2 separate regions of the Ovis aries genome follow, and region 2 is linked to region 1. The links are chromatin contacts, called in public Hi-C maps. All regions are on one chromosome and are shown on one strand. The core of a region is the stretch at or near the end of the contact, and the rest is flanking DNA. Distances in the headings are between cores, read along the strand shown.

Region 1 (6,944 bases), core at 1,371-3,870:
TCTCCCTCACCCACAGGGTTTCTAACTGGCTAGAGGTTAGACCAAGGCCCTCAGGGAGTTCAGACAAAGTATCCGTAGGTGAAGAGACTCACTCTGTCAGTTGCCCGATTCCCCGGGCTGCCTCCCCAGAGCTTGCTTAGTTTCTCACCAAGTGCACACCCAGTACTGGGAGGGGAATGAAGGGAGAGCCGCGACCTTCATACACTGGGGCAACATCCCTGCTCTCCTTGAGCAACAAAGACCAGGTACCAAGCAGCCCTTTTAAATGATGCTGATAAGTCTACTGGAGCAGTGCAGTTATTCCTGAAACGTGAAATTCAGTGGAAATAGGCAGATTACAAGCCATACATACTATGTGAGCATATATATACATGCTTCTGTTCAGAGAAAGGCCTGAAATAGCCTAACCAGATCAGTGTCACCTCTCGGGGATTATTGTGGCCTTTACTTTTATTTTTGTACATTTTTGCTTATCTATACTCTAAATTTCCTTAAAGAAATGAAGTTGCAGATTAAAAAGACATTTTAAAAATTCATTTATTTTTTAATTGAAGGGTAATTCCTTTACAGAATGTTGTTGTTTTCCGTCATTTTGAAGATAAGAAACAAAATGAGATTGTATCTCATAATGTACCATTCATTCAACACTAAGAGGTAGTTTTCTGAGAAGCCTGGAAAAGAGCCCTCACTCCCTCACTCAGCCTTGCCAAGTTCTCTGGGGCCCTCACTCCCTCACTCAACCTTGCCAAGTTCTCTGGGGCCCACTCCAGGCGTTCAGGAGCACGTGGGCCCTGACTCCACTCCTCTGACAGGGAACAGATATGAGGTGTTATATTTCGGTCATATTAATTTATTTGTCCATGTATCACTTGGGGCCTAATGAGTGCTAGGCTCTGAACCAAGTGTTAAGGTTAAATTCTGTCCTGGTGAAGAGAAGGGTGTTAGGTACTAAATTGTGGCCCCCAAAACTATATGTTGAAGACCTAGCCCTCAATGGGATAGTATTTGGAGATGGGACCTTTGGGGAGTAATTAAGTTTGGATGAGGTCATGAGGGTGAGATGCCCGCCATAGGGTTGGTGTTCTTATAAGAAAAGAAGCTCATTCCATCTCCAAGAGCACACACCCAGAAAAGGCTGAGGACCCAGAGAGAAGGTGGCCATCTGCAAGCCAGGAAGAGAGTCTTCACCAGGAACTGACAGTGCTGGCGCTCTGATCTTGAATTTCCAGCCTCCAGAACTGTGCAAAATCAATTTCTATTATTTATGCTGCCTCTGTGTGTAGTGTTTTGTCATGGCAGCCTGAACAGACTAAGACAAAGGGCACGTAAAGCAGAAGTACAAGGCAATGTCTCAAGTGCTATAGGTGGGGTGATGGCCAGAAAGTTCTAGCCTGCTCTTCTGCTAGCTACTCAGTGCCCTGGAGCAGAGACATAGCTGGCCTGGAAGATCAGGCCACATAGTACAGAGAAATCTGCCCAGAGGTTGGGTGGGTTTACAGATGGAAGGGGAGGGAACTTTGTGTTCAGGATCCCAGGCCAACACAACATACATGCATGCTGAACTGTGGGCCATAGTCTGGATTTCCTGTCACAGAGGGAAGAGAGAAGAGGAAGTCAAGAAACTTGTCCTTCCCTGGTATGGGGCCAAAGTGTTATTTGTTTCTCTTCTCTTTGGCATCATCTCAACCCTCCTCTCGGAGAAGGCAATGGCAACCCACTCCAATATTCTTGCCTGGAAAATCCCATGGACGGAGGAGCCTGGTAGGCTGCAGTTCATGGGGTCACCAAGAGTTGGGCACGACTGAGCGACTTCAATTTCACTTTTCACTTTTCACTTTCCTGCATTGGAGAAGGAAATGGCAACCCACTCCAGTGTTCTTACCTGGAGAATCCCAGGGACAGGGGAGCCTGGTGGGCTGCCATCTATGGGGTTGCACAGAGTTGGACACGACTGAAGCGACTTAGCAGCAGCAACCTTCCTCTAAATCCTGTATCTATTTCCTTGGGCTCTTGTCCCCATAACATTGTGCTGTATAGGGGGCAAGATAAGACCCATGCATCCTGTATTCCAAAATTATCTGCCTGTACTCCTAGCCAATCAGAACATCCACTCCCTCAATACTTGAATCAGAAATTAATCCACACTGAGATGTAAGTCACTGATTGGATCAAAATCTTACTAGAGCATTTCCCAGAATGAGTGCATAGACAAGAAATTTTAAGTTAGACATATTTCTTTATTACTAATTCTCCAGAGCTTCCAATATGCTCTTGGTCAGAATTTCTGACCTAACATGTCCCTAACCTTTTACCTAGAGAACGCTTTTTTAATGTAACATCTTCCCTTTGGCTCCAGAATTCCATAGTAGGCACTATGGAAACTTTGTCCTGAAGATTTTGCATTTTAAAAATAGGCCTAGGACACTAATTAACTGCTACTGAAATTTCTGACTGTGTAACAATGAGTTAAAGAACTTTCCTGGGTTGTGTGTGTATGTAAGCAGGCAGATTTATATGATGATGACTCTGAATTCTCCACCTGACATCTTGCTCAGGCCCAGACCAATATATCCAGCTGCTCATGGGACTTTCCTGTTGGGTGTTGCCCAGACACCTCAGACCAGACCGTCCCAAAGGGAAAATCAGTATATGTCCTCATGTCAGCACATGGCAGGATTATTCACCCAGTTACTCAAGACAGAAACCTAGGAGTCATGACGGACACCTCCCTTTCCGTCACACCATGCAGTCAAGGCCTGCACACAGCAACTGAGGCCTACAGCTTCCTCTGCTCACTATCTTCCAGATCTGAAGTTCCCCTCTACCCCCGTCACTCCTGCTAATGCTGGTGTTGAGAACTTCATTACTTTTCTCCTGATTGACAGCAGTCTCTCCTCTGGACAACTGGAGAAATAATGGTACCTGCCTCACTGGGTGGCTATGAAGAATACAACACTTAATAAACATAAAGCAATAACAGGGCAGGCCTGTGCAGCACCCAGGAGCTCACTCTGTCCTCAGCAGTCAGTGTAGCCCAGGTTGTCTAATGAAACCCCTGCTTTCACCAAGTCCCCTGCTGCACCTGCCTCAATCCCGTGTATGTGCAGTGATGCAGCACTAATGTTCCACAGTCCTCCCTGCTTATCAGGGGGCTTGTTCAGCAACCCTCCCAATTCTGCCTCAAGGGAAGGAAATGGGATTCCAAGAACTCTGGAATCTCACCTACTCACTCCTCCTCTCTTTATTTTCCCACATGTGGCTGGCTTGGAAGTGCTTCCTCTAACTTCTCTTTCTTGTTGGGATGGGATGTCCCCTGCTGCTTCTTTTCCAGTGTCCCTGACTTGCCCTCTTGCCTAAGGCCATGAGGCAGAACAGTTGTCAGGGAATATCATTAACGAAGCAGAGAAAAATATCTGGAATTACAATTCCAAACTGCTGTCTAATATAAAATTTATATGTTTGAATTTTCTGTCACATGTGAACATTGTTTAAAAAAAAAAAAAAAACCACCAAAGAAAAAAGAAAATCCAGGTAAACAAGCTTCTGAATTCATTGTGATGTTGTAATCATCTATAGAAAATTCTGCATTTTAGGCCTGCTTTACTTGATGCTAGGGAATTAATGCATGCTTACTTCTTTTTGATCCAGTTGTTTTTTGTGCATGTGAACCTGAGTTGCCTTAAATCCGTCAAACAAACAAAAACAATTTTCATGGCATTGGGCATCTCTGATATCTGACCAGACTGCTACTATCAGTCATTACCACAGGTGACACAAAGCATGTGCTGAGCAAGGACTGGCCCACATCCAACATTAGTCCTCAGCATGGCATGGGATCTGATATGGCACAGAGCTGGAAAGGTGTGTGTTGCACGAGAAATGCAACCAGCCCTTTTCTGCCCTACAAAAGACAATGGTACTTGCTAAGCTGCACAGAACCTTCTTTTCCTGGAATTGGCTTCCAGGAAGACAGACAATGGCCTCCAGCTGGTTCAGTAGGAGACAGACACAGCTACTTTGGACAGTGCTGAGTGGCCACTCTCTCTAGCAGCAAAGACAACAGACACCACCTCGGCTCAGAGAAGCAGGTTTGACTCAGTGACATTTAGTCAGCAGCCATGACGTTGGACATTAATTCAATGAATAAGAAAAGGAAAGCATTAAGAGACAAGAGAGAGACAAAGACAGATGTTTTCCTCCATACCTCTAGAATTACTGGTGTTTTGGTAACTGATATCAGCAAAGACTGAAAAAGAATGCATTACCAGGTAGAAGGAGGCAGTCCTCAATTTTTATCCTTGAATAAGTATAATCAAAATTTTTGGAAAAGGGCAGGAAAAAAGCTGATCTGAGTCATTCAGAGCCCCTAAGAACAGTTACTGAGACCATGGGGAACTCCTCTCTCAAAATGTAGGACTTAGACTTCTCCTCAGAGGTTCACTCATAACCCACTTTTCCCAGGATAAGTTGTTGGCTACTGCTACTACTAAGCCATTTAAAAGATAGCAGTACACTCAGAATGTTTTAAATAATGATCAGAAGTGTCAGAGTCCCTCAGTTCAGTCAGTTCGGTGGCTCAGTCATATCTGACTCTTTGCGACCCCATGAATTGCAGCACGCCAGGCCTCCCAGTCTATCATCAACTCCCGGAGTTCACTCAGGCTCACATCCATCGAGTCAGTGATGCCATCCAGACATCTCATCCTCTGTCGTCCCCTTCTCCTCCTGCCCCCAATCCCTCCCCGCATCAGGCTCTTTTCCAATGAGTCAACTCTTCTCATGAGGTGGCCAAAGTATTGGAGTTTCAGCTTCAGTGTCAGTCCTTCCAACGAACACCCAGGACTGATTTCCTTTAGAATGGACTGGTTGGATCTCCTTGCAATCCAAGGGACTCTCAAGAGTCTTCTCCAACACCACAGTTCAAACGCATCAATTCTTCGGCACTCAGCTTTCTTCACAGTCCAGCTTTCACATCCATACATGACCACTGGAAAAACCATAGCCTTGACTAGACGGACCTTAGTCGGCAACGTAATGTCTCTGCTTTGCAATAGGCTATCCAGGTTGGTCATAACTTTCCTGCCAGGCAGTAAGCATCTTTTAATTTCATGGCTGCAATCACCATCTGCAGTGATTTTGGAGCCCCCCAAAATAAAAACTGACACTGTTTCCACTGTTTCTCCATCTATTTCCCATGAAGTCATGGGACCAGATGTCATGATCTTCGTTTTCTGAATGTTGAGCTTTAAGCCAACATTTTCACTCTCCTCTTTCACTTTCATCAAGAGGCTTTTTAGTTCCTCTTAACTTTCTGCCATAAGGGTGATGTCATCTACATATCTGAGGTTATTGATATTTCTCCCAGCAATCTTGATTCCAGCTTGTGCTTCTTCCAGCCCAGCGTTTCAGTCACCATTAAAAATGAAGTTGTAAAATGTAAAGTGGCATGGACATTTTACATTCTATATATGTACATTTTAAACTTTTTATTTTGAAATAATTAAAATTTCACAGGACTTTGCAAAGAAAATAGAGAATTCTCTCATACCTTTCACCTAGTTTCCCCCAATGATTATGTCTTAAGTAATTATTGTATAAATATCAAAATCAGGAAATTGACATTGGTACAATGTGTGTATAGTTCCGTGCATCTCATATTTAGATTCATGGAAGTCAAGTGGGTCTTAGAAAGCATCACTATGAACAAAGCTAGTGGAGGTGATGGAATTTCAATTGAGCTATTTCAAATCCTGAAAGATGATGCTGTGAAAGTGCTGCACTCAATATGCCAGCAAATTGGGAAAACTCAGCAGTGGCCACAGGATTCGAAAAGGTCAGTTTTCATTCCAGTACCAAAGAAAGGCAATGCCAAAGAATGCTCAAACTACCGCACAGTTGCACTCATCTCACCCACTAGTAAAGTAATGCTCAAAATTCTCCAAGCCAGGCTTCAGCAATATGTGAACCGTGAACTTCCAGATGTTCAAGTTGGTTTTAGAAAAGGCAGAGGGACCAGAGATCAAATTGCCAACATCTGCTGGATCATGGAAAAGCAAGAGAGTTCCAGAAAAACATCTATTTCTGCTTTATTGACTATAGCAAAGCCTTTCACTGTGTGGATCACAATAAACTGTGGAAAAGTCTGAAAGAGATGGGAATACCAGACCGCCTGCCTTGCCTCTTGAGAAACCTATATGTAGGTCAGGAAGCAACAGTTAGAACTGGACATGGAATAACAGACTGGTTCCAAATAGGAAAAGGAGTACGTCAAGGCTGTATATTGTCACCCTGCTTATTTAACTTCTATGCAGCATACATCATGAGAAATGCTGGGCTGGAAGAAGCACAAGCTGGAATCAAGATTGCTGGGAGAAATATCAATAACCTCAGATATGCAGATGACATCACCCTTATGGCAGAAAGTTAAGAGGAACTAAAAAGCTTCTTGATTAAAGTGAAAGAGGAGAGTAAAAATGTTGGCTTAAAGCTCAACATTCAGAAAACGAAGATCATGGCATCTGGTCCCATGACTTCATGGGAAATAGATGGAGAAACAGTGGAAACAGTGTCAGTTTTTATTTTGGGGGGCTCCAAAATCACTGCAGATGGTGACTGCAGCCATGAAATTAAAAGATGCTTACTCCTTGGCAGGAAAGTTATGACCAACCTAGATAGCATATTTAAAAGCAGAGATATTACTTTGCCGACTAAGGTCCGTCTAGTCAAGACTGTGGTTTTTCCAGTGGTCATGTATGGATGTGAGTGTTGGACTGTCAAGAAAGCTGTGTGCTGAAGAATTGATGCTTTTGAACTGTGGTGTTGGAGAAGGCTGTTGAGAGTCCCTTGGACTGCAAGGAGATCCAACCTGTCCATTCTAAAGGAGATCTGTCCTGGGTGTTCATTGGAAGGACTGACATTGAAGCTGAAACTCCAATACTTTGGCC
Region 2 (6,643 bases), core at 3,689-6,188, 250 kb after region 1:
CCTGCATTTGTCGCTTTGACGTTGCAGTGTGGATGTGGGAAACTTCAGTCCTTTACTCAACTTGAACTTCCAAGAGCAGTTGCTGGGGAAATTGGTTGAGTGTATACAGCAAGTTGAATATTAAACATAGTGTCTTTGATGATTAAAGGCCCTGCTAACGAGTGGCTGTAAATTTAAAGTAAATAGTGGTTTGATGCTTCTTATTCTTCTTTTGGAATCTGTCAACATCCCAGTCTTCAAAGGCCATTTTATATCCTGTGTAGTTAGGCATTTCATCCAAGGAATTTATTAAGAGTAGATAAGGATATCTTTTTCCTGTGTGCAAAATCCATTTATAATTCTTACAAATTTTATTTCCATAAGAAATTATAAGCTCTTAAATTTAAAATCTCAAAATAGAATTTACATAGTAATTATAGAATTCTGGATGTGGTATTATCATTTTAAACAGGAGTTGGTATATTTCAGACATGGATATAATGTTAAAGACATTTTCTCTATAGCTGCATTAGATAGGACCCAACCTAGCGGCTAATGGCTCAGCATCCTCTAAATTGGATCTAAGATACAGTCAGGAAGGGAAGGAAGGAGACTGATGAACCCTTTCTCTGAGAAGTCATAGAGCAAAATCTGAAACTTCCTATCACATGTCAAGTTGATGGGTTTTATTTGGAAAGTTTGAGTATTTTTCATGGCAATGCATCTCTGCATTTGTTACTACTTCCTGGATTTAGTTATGCAGATCCAGCCATCTATGCTTAATTTTCAAGTTCTAAATGGGTTTTGAACTTCTTGCCCCTGTTGGAAGGCAGCAGTGTATCCTAATTGCGTGGCCCGGAGAGTGAAGGATAAACCATAAGTGTACATGATTAAGCCCTACAGAGTTAGAGAGTGGTACAGCTTATGAGCCAGAGTACCCAAACTGTGCTCCAGGCAGCCCTTTGAGAGCTACAGGTCAGGACTGGAGACAGTAGTGAGCTTATAGGGCCCCTGGACTCTCCACTTCTGCTCATCCGTATCAGCTTCCACATAATCATTCATTGGAAGAAAGATGTCAGGACCAACAAAAGATTTGAAAATCACAAAGCTTGGGACTTCCCGGTGGTCCAGTGGCTAAGACTCCGAGCTCCCAATGTCGGGGGCCCAGTTTTGATCAGGGGATTAGATCCCACAGGCTGCAACTAAGAGTTTACATGCTGCATCTAAAGATCCTGCATGCCACAATGAAGACTGAAGATCCTGCATGCCACTACTAAGGCCCAGTGGAGCCAAATAATATATATAAAGAAAGAAAAAACCCACCAAGCTCCCCTAGTTGTCTTGTTTTCTGTAAGGGGAACTGAACCCCAGGATAATGAAGAAAGTCACCCAAAGTCACATAGTGACTGGGCAACTCCTATTTCCTTGGTGACCCTCATAGAAGCTACTTCAACTGACTTTTCTATCTCTCTTTTTTTAAAATAAAAAGATATAGTTTTGTATTTTAACTTGCTAAATTGTAGATGCTAAACAGTCAGTAGAAATGATAATTGAGTATTAATAGAATTATTTTTAAGGCTCAAGAATGCTGTTTATGATCTGTGCCATCTCTCAACATCTTTACTTTTGAGTGTCAAGGTCATTTGCAGGGGAGAAGAGATTTGTTTACTTATGTGCACTCTGTCTGCAGTTACAGTTATAAAAAACAGGCCTTGATCCTGCATTTATATCTTCAGTTCAGCCATACATAAGTGGCCCCATGGTCTGACGCATAGCTCTCTTCAGGGGCTTTTCCAGGTGAATGTTCATTCATGACTTGTCACTCAGCTGTGTCTTCCTACAGTTTGAGGAAACAACTCAGTGGAAACGAACATACACTATCACTAGTTGCATTCATCGTCATGTATTTGTAGAACAGAGAAGACTGTATACAATTAAAAGGAGACAGGAAGATCAATAGTTTATCATTTATTTACACTTGCATTCTAGGCACTGTGCTATGCATTATACATGCTTGGTTCCTTCTGATTCTCAGAACTACCCCAAGAAATAGAAACTGTTATGATCTCTGTGTTACCCATAAGAAAACAGAGTCATAGAAAGGTCAGTATGTAACATATTAATATGTTACCCCCCAAAATATGGAAAGTTCAGTTCAGTTCAGTTGCTCAGTTGTATCCGACTCTTTGTGACCCCATGGACTGCAGCACGGCAGGCTTCCCTATCCATCACCAACTGCCAGAGTTTACTCAAACTCATGTCCATTGCGTCGGTGATGCCATTCGACCATCTTATCCTCTGTCATCCTCTTCTCCTGCCTTCAGTCTTTCCCAGTATCAGGGTCTTTTCAGATGAGTCAGCTCTTTGCATCAGGTGGCCAAAGTATTGGAGTTTCAGCTTCAACATCAGTCTTTCCAATGAACACTCAGGACTGATCTCCTTTAGGATGGACTGGTTGGATCTCCTTGTAGTCCAAGGGACCCAGAGTCTTCTCCAACACAGTTCAAAAGCATCAGTTCTTCGGCACTCAGCATTTCATGGCTGCAATCACCATCTGCAGTGATTTTGGAGCCCCCCAAAATAAAGTCCACCACTCTTTCCATTGTTTCCTCATCTATTTGCCATGAAGTGATGGGACTGGATGCCATGATCTTAGTTTTCTGAATGTTGAGCTTTAAGCCAACTTTTTCACTCTCCTCTTTGACTTTCAACAAGAGGTTCTTTAGTTCTTCCTCACTTTCTGCCGTAAAGGTGATGTCATCTGCATATCTGAGGTTATTGATATTTCTCCCGGCAATCTTGATTCCAGCTTATGCTTCATCCAGCCCAGCGTTTCTCATGATGTACTCTGCATAGAAGTTAAATAAGCAGGGTGACAATATACAGCCTTGATGTACTCCTTTTCCTATTTGGAAACAGTCTGTTGTTCCATGTCCAGTTCTAACTGTTGCTTCCTGACCTACATACAGATTTCTGAAGAGGCAGGTCAGGTGGTCTGGTATTCCCATCTTTCAGAATTTTCCAGTTTCTTGTGATCCACACAGTCAAAGGCTTTGGGATAGTCAATAAAGCAGAAGTAGATGTTTTTCTGGAACTCTCTTGCTTTTTCGATGATCCAGCGGTGCTGGCAATTTAATCTCTGGTTCCTCTGCCTTTAAACTGAGACTCAAATCTGGGTCATGTTGACTTTAAGGTAGAGCTTTAAAGAAATGCCGACATCAAGATGTGAATAACTACTAAGTAATTTTGTCTTAAATATTTGCGGTTACATCTTTTGCACAGTCCGTGTGAGCCTCTTTCTGCTAAGAGGCTTCACAGCAGTATCTTCACAGCAGTCTCAGCACTCTCTCAGGCCACTGGGACTCTGGTTTGTTGACCAGCATTGTGCCCACTGGCCGCTGAGTTCCCTTGTCAGTCTCTCATCTTTCCATTGTTGAAGAAGCTCTATCTGTAGACCAGTCAGAAAGAAAGCATTGCCTTTTTGAATAAATTTCTTACACAAGGATAGATCCACCTTCTTATGTTAAAATCGAAGGAAAACAAAGCCGGAATTTTTAACTTTGCTGGGATGGATGGAATTCTTGATAGCTCTGTCTGAACAGAAAAATTTTCTTATCTGGCTATGGAACACTTCGTATTCTTGGCTCTTTGCCCTTTGAAGCTATAAATCATATATATATATATATATATATATATATATTTTTTTTTTTGCTGAGTGCCCTTTCTTTCCTGACCCATAAGCTCCTTGGAGATTTTGATAGAGCTGGGTTTTGCTAATATGCTCAAAGTTATAAGAACACAGCTTATTGGAACATAAGTGTTAAGGATAAATGTGCTTTAATTCATTCCTGGGACTCTGATGCTTGCCGCTCTGGGTTCCTGATTTAGCTCTCTGCTTGGTCTAAAGCACAGTGACTGGCACACAGTAGGTGGAGCCTCCTCAGTGGAGGCTGGCTGAATAAGTGAACAACACATTAAGTGAAATTTGACAAGTTTTTAAAATAGATATTAAGTATCACAGTACCTCGACCAGCAGTTTATAACTTTACTGTCAAATTTAAGCTGGGACTGAGCTTATGGGTGCTGTAGGACAAGAAATAGTCTATGTTAAATAGCATGCATTCTCATGTAAGTCCTGCAGATTTGCCCAACTCTGATTTGAAAAGTGTTCAAGAAGTTCCCTGGTGTCCTAGTGGTTAGGATTCTGGGCTTTCACTGCTGAGGGCTCGGGTTCAATCCCTAGTCAGAGAACTAAGACCCTGCAAGCCCCAAGGCATGGTAAAAAAAAAAAAAAAAGAGAGAGAGAAAGTATTCAGATTAGCCCAAACTGGTCTCTCTCTAAAGCCCCCAGTCTTTTTCTTTTTTCCTTTTATTTTTTGGTAAGAAAATCACATGGAAACAGAACATCTGTGAGGAGATGTAATGCTACTGAGAGTAGAGAATTATCACCACATTTTCCCATCATGAAGTATGTTTCAAGTAGAGTTGTTTCCTTCATATTTTTTCAGCAAAGATCTAGTTGTAGTACATGAGGTTATAGTTTTAAGGATATTCCTAATGACTGCCTTTTAAAGCTCTTTTCTTAAGAAAACTGCATTCTTTTTTGTTTTTTGAGAAAGTATATGTTATAGTATTGTGAGTTTTTTCCTGCTTACAAAATAATACAAGTGGAAAATTTAAATTCTAAAAACAAAAAAAGGAAAGAAGTTTAGCTGTGTTTCTCTACAATATATTCAGTAATTGTTATGTCCAGTTACAAAGAACTTTTTGGGAAACATTAGGGCATGTTATGCACAATATAGATACAAAGACAAGGAAGTTATCCATGGCCAATGCCATTTTGGAAGTAGAGTTTGGTGAAGAATGGGTTAAAGTAGTATCCCATGTGTTTTAGCCAGTAAGGTTTAAGCAGCCGCTCTGGTTCTAGAGTTTGGCAGTTTGCCCAGCAAACTCTTGCTGTGGGGCAGAGTTTGAGTCTTCTGCCCTCTAGTGGCTATTTTATTATGTTTCTGACCCTTGCAGAGGAAAAGAATTTAAATATACCATATATAAATAACCTACCTGTCAATGCAGGTAGACATAAAGAGACCAGAGTTTGATCCCTGGGTCGGGAAGATCCCTGGAGGAGGGCACCCCACCCACTCCAGTATTCTTGCCTCAGAGAAGCCTGGCAGGCTACAGTCTGTGGCCTCACAAAGAGCTGGACACAACCAGAGCAACTTAGCATGCACACACAGTATCCATATGTTGCTGCTGCTGCTGCTATGTCGCTTCAGTCATGTCCGACTCTGTGCGACCCCATAGACGGCAGCCCGCCAGGCCTCCCCATCCCTGGGATTCTCCAGGCAAGAACACTGCAGTGGGTTGCCATTTCCTTCTCCAATGCATGAAAGTAAAAAGTGAAAGTGAAGTCGCTCAGTCGTGTCCGACTGCTCCCGACACCATGGACTGTAACCCACCAGGCTCCTTCGTCCATGGGATCTTCCAAGCCTTTGTAAACCTTTGTAATTCATTCTTTGCAGTTATTTGCATGCTTTTGTAATTCATTATTTGCAGTTTTTTTCACCTTGAAACAAAGTTGTTAGAGATCATTTTACTCATTTGAAGTCTGAGAAGAAGCTAACTTGTTAATTAGGCCTAGTTAGTGCATCTTTTCACATGTCTTGATTATTCTCAGGGTAGAATACAAATACAAAGAACGCTATCTGATTTTTTGTTTTGTTTTGCACATTTGCCAGGTTAAAGTTGTGTCTTTTTCTGAAATGATAAAATCAAAGGATTTAAGTATACCTTGTTGATGAAATTATAGAAGCAATAAAGGGTAAGAAATTTAAAAACTGTAATCTGACAAAATAGTGTAGATCCATTTCTTCCTGCTTTTCTCTGCTAACTATAATTATAAACCCTGGAAATGCAAGTGACAACCAATGGAGAGCATTTGCAGTGGTAAGAAGAGGATGAATTGGTCTGGGGGTCCTAAGACTGAGGGAGCAGCATAGAGAAGGTGCCAGGATGGGTACACCCTGACCTACATCAAGCAACAGGAAGGGGTCACATAGGATCTTCTCTCCCCACAATTGACTCATTGTCCATCCAAAAGTATCAGGAAAACCCAGCTCCCAGCAAGGGGTCATCTATAGGGGACCCATAACAGTAAATAACCAAGACAAGCACTCTACTCCACTGGGCGCAAGATGCCCCTCCCCTACTAAGCCAGACCTAGGCATCCAGGAGGCATAAACAGGGGTTCTGCTAGCACTGTAAGTGACCTAGCCTGGGAAGTCTCTTTATCTTCATGGGCTTGAGACTCCCCTCCTTCACCCACATTCACTGGAGCAGCTGGAGAGCAGTAAAGAAGGGGGCACTGGAAAGGGGAACCCTACCTCCATAAGCAGCCTGCCTGGGAAGCCTGCCACAGGGCTTGAGATCTCCCCCTGCCAAGGAACACCCGTAGGCCAGGCCAGGCCCTCAGACAATACTGGCAGGCACCTGTAGTGTCCTCAGCAGCACCAGACAAACCAAAATGAAATGCAGAATCTGAAAATCAGATCACAGCCCACAGAAAGCAGGCCAGAACCTGCATGCTGAACCTAAAGAAAAGGGTTGTCTGCTAAAATGAAGGATTTTGAAATCAGACCAAGATTCCCTAGGGCTTCCCTGGTGG

What was found. A called contact is a pair of places that touch in the nucleus more often than the background predicts.
Region 2: a contact with region 1 is called in a Hi-C map of mixed tissues, with 6 times the contacts expected there. The contact joins two enhancer-like sites. A contact is called at or near these places in 12 of 16 Hi-C or Micro-C datasets (blood, hypothalamus, liver and 6 more).

The regions. Positions count from the first base shown.
Region 1 is chr13:47,384,696-47,391,639 of ARS-UI_Ramb_v3.0, forward strand. No RefSeq gene overlaps it. Among named protein-coding and RNA genes, the nearest start is that of GPCPD1, 79 kb to the right of the region's middle. Within about 2 kb of position 2,621, at least 6 of the 54 cell types and tissues checked have an H3K27ac peak or open chromatin away from gene starts, as enhancers often do.
Region 2 is chr13:47,627,998-47,634,640 of ARS-UI_Ramb_v3.0, forward strand. All of the region lies in intron 3 of SHLD1 (shieldin complex subunit 1), which reads left to right. Among named protein-coding and RNA genes, the nearest start is that of SHLD1, 26 kb to the left of the region's middle. Within about 2 kb of position 4,939, at least 4 of the 54 cell types and tissues checked have an H3K27ac peak or open chromatin away from gene starts, as enhancers often do.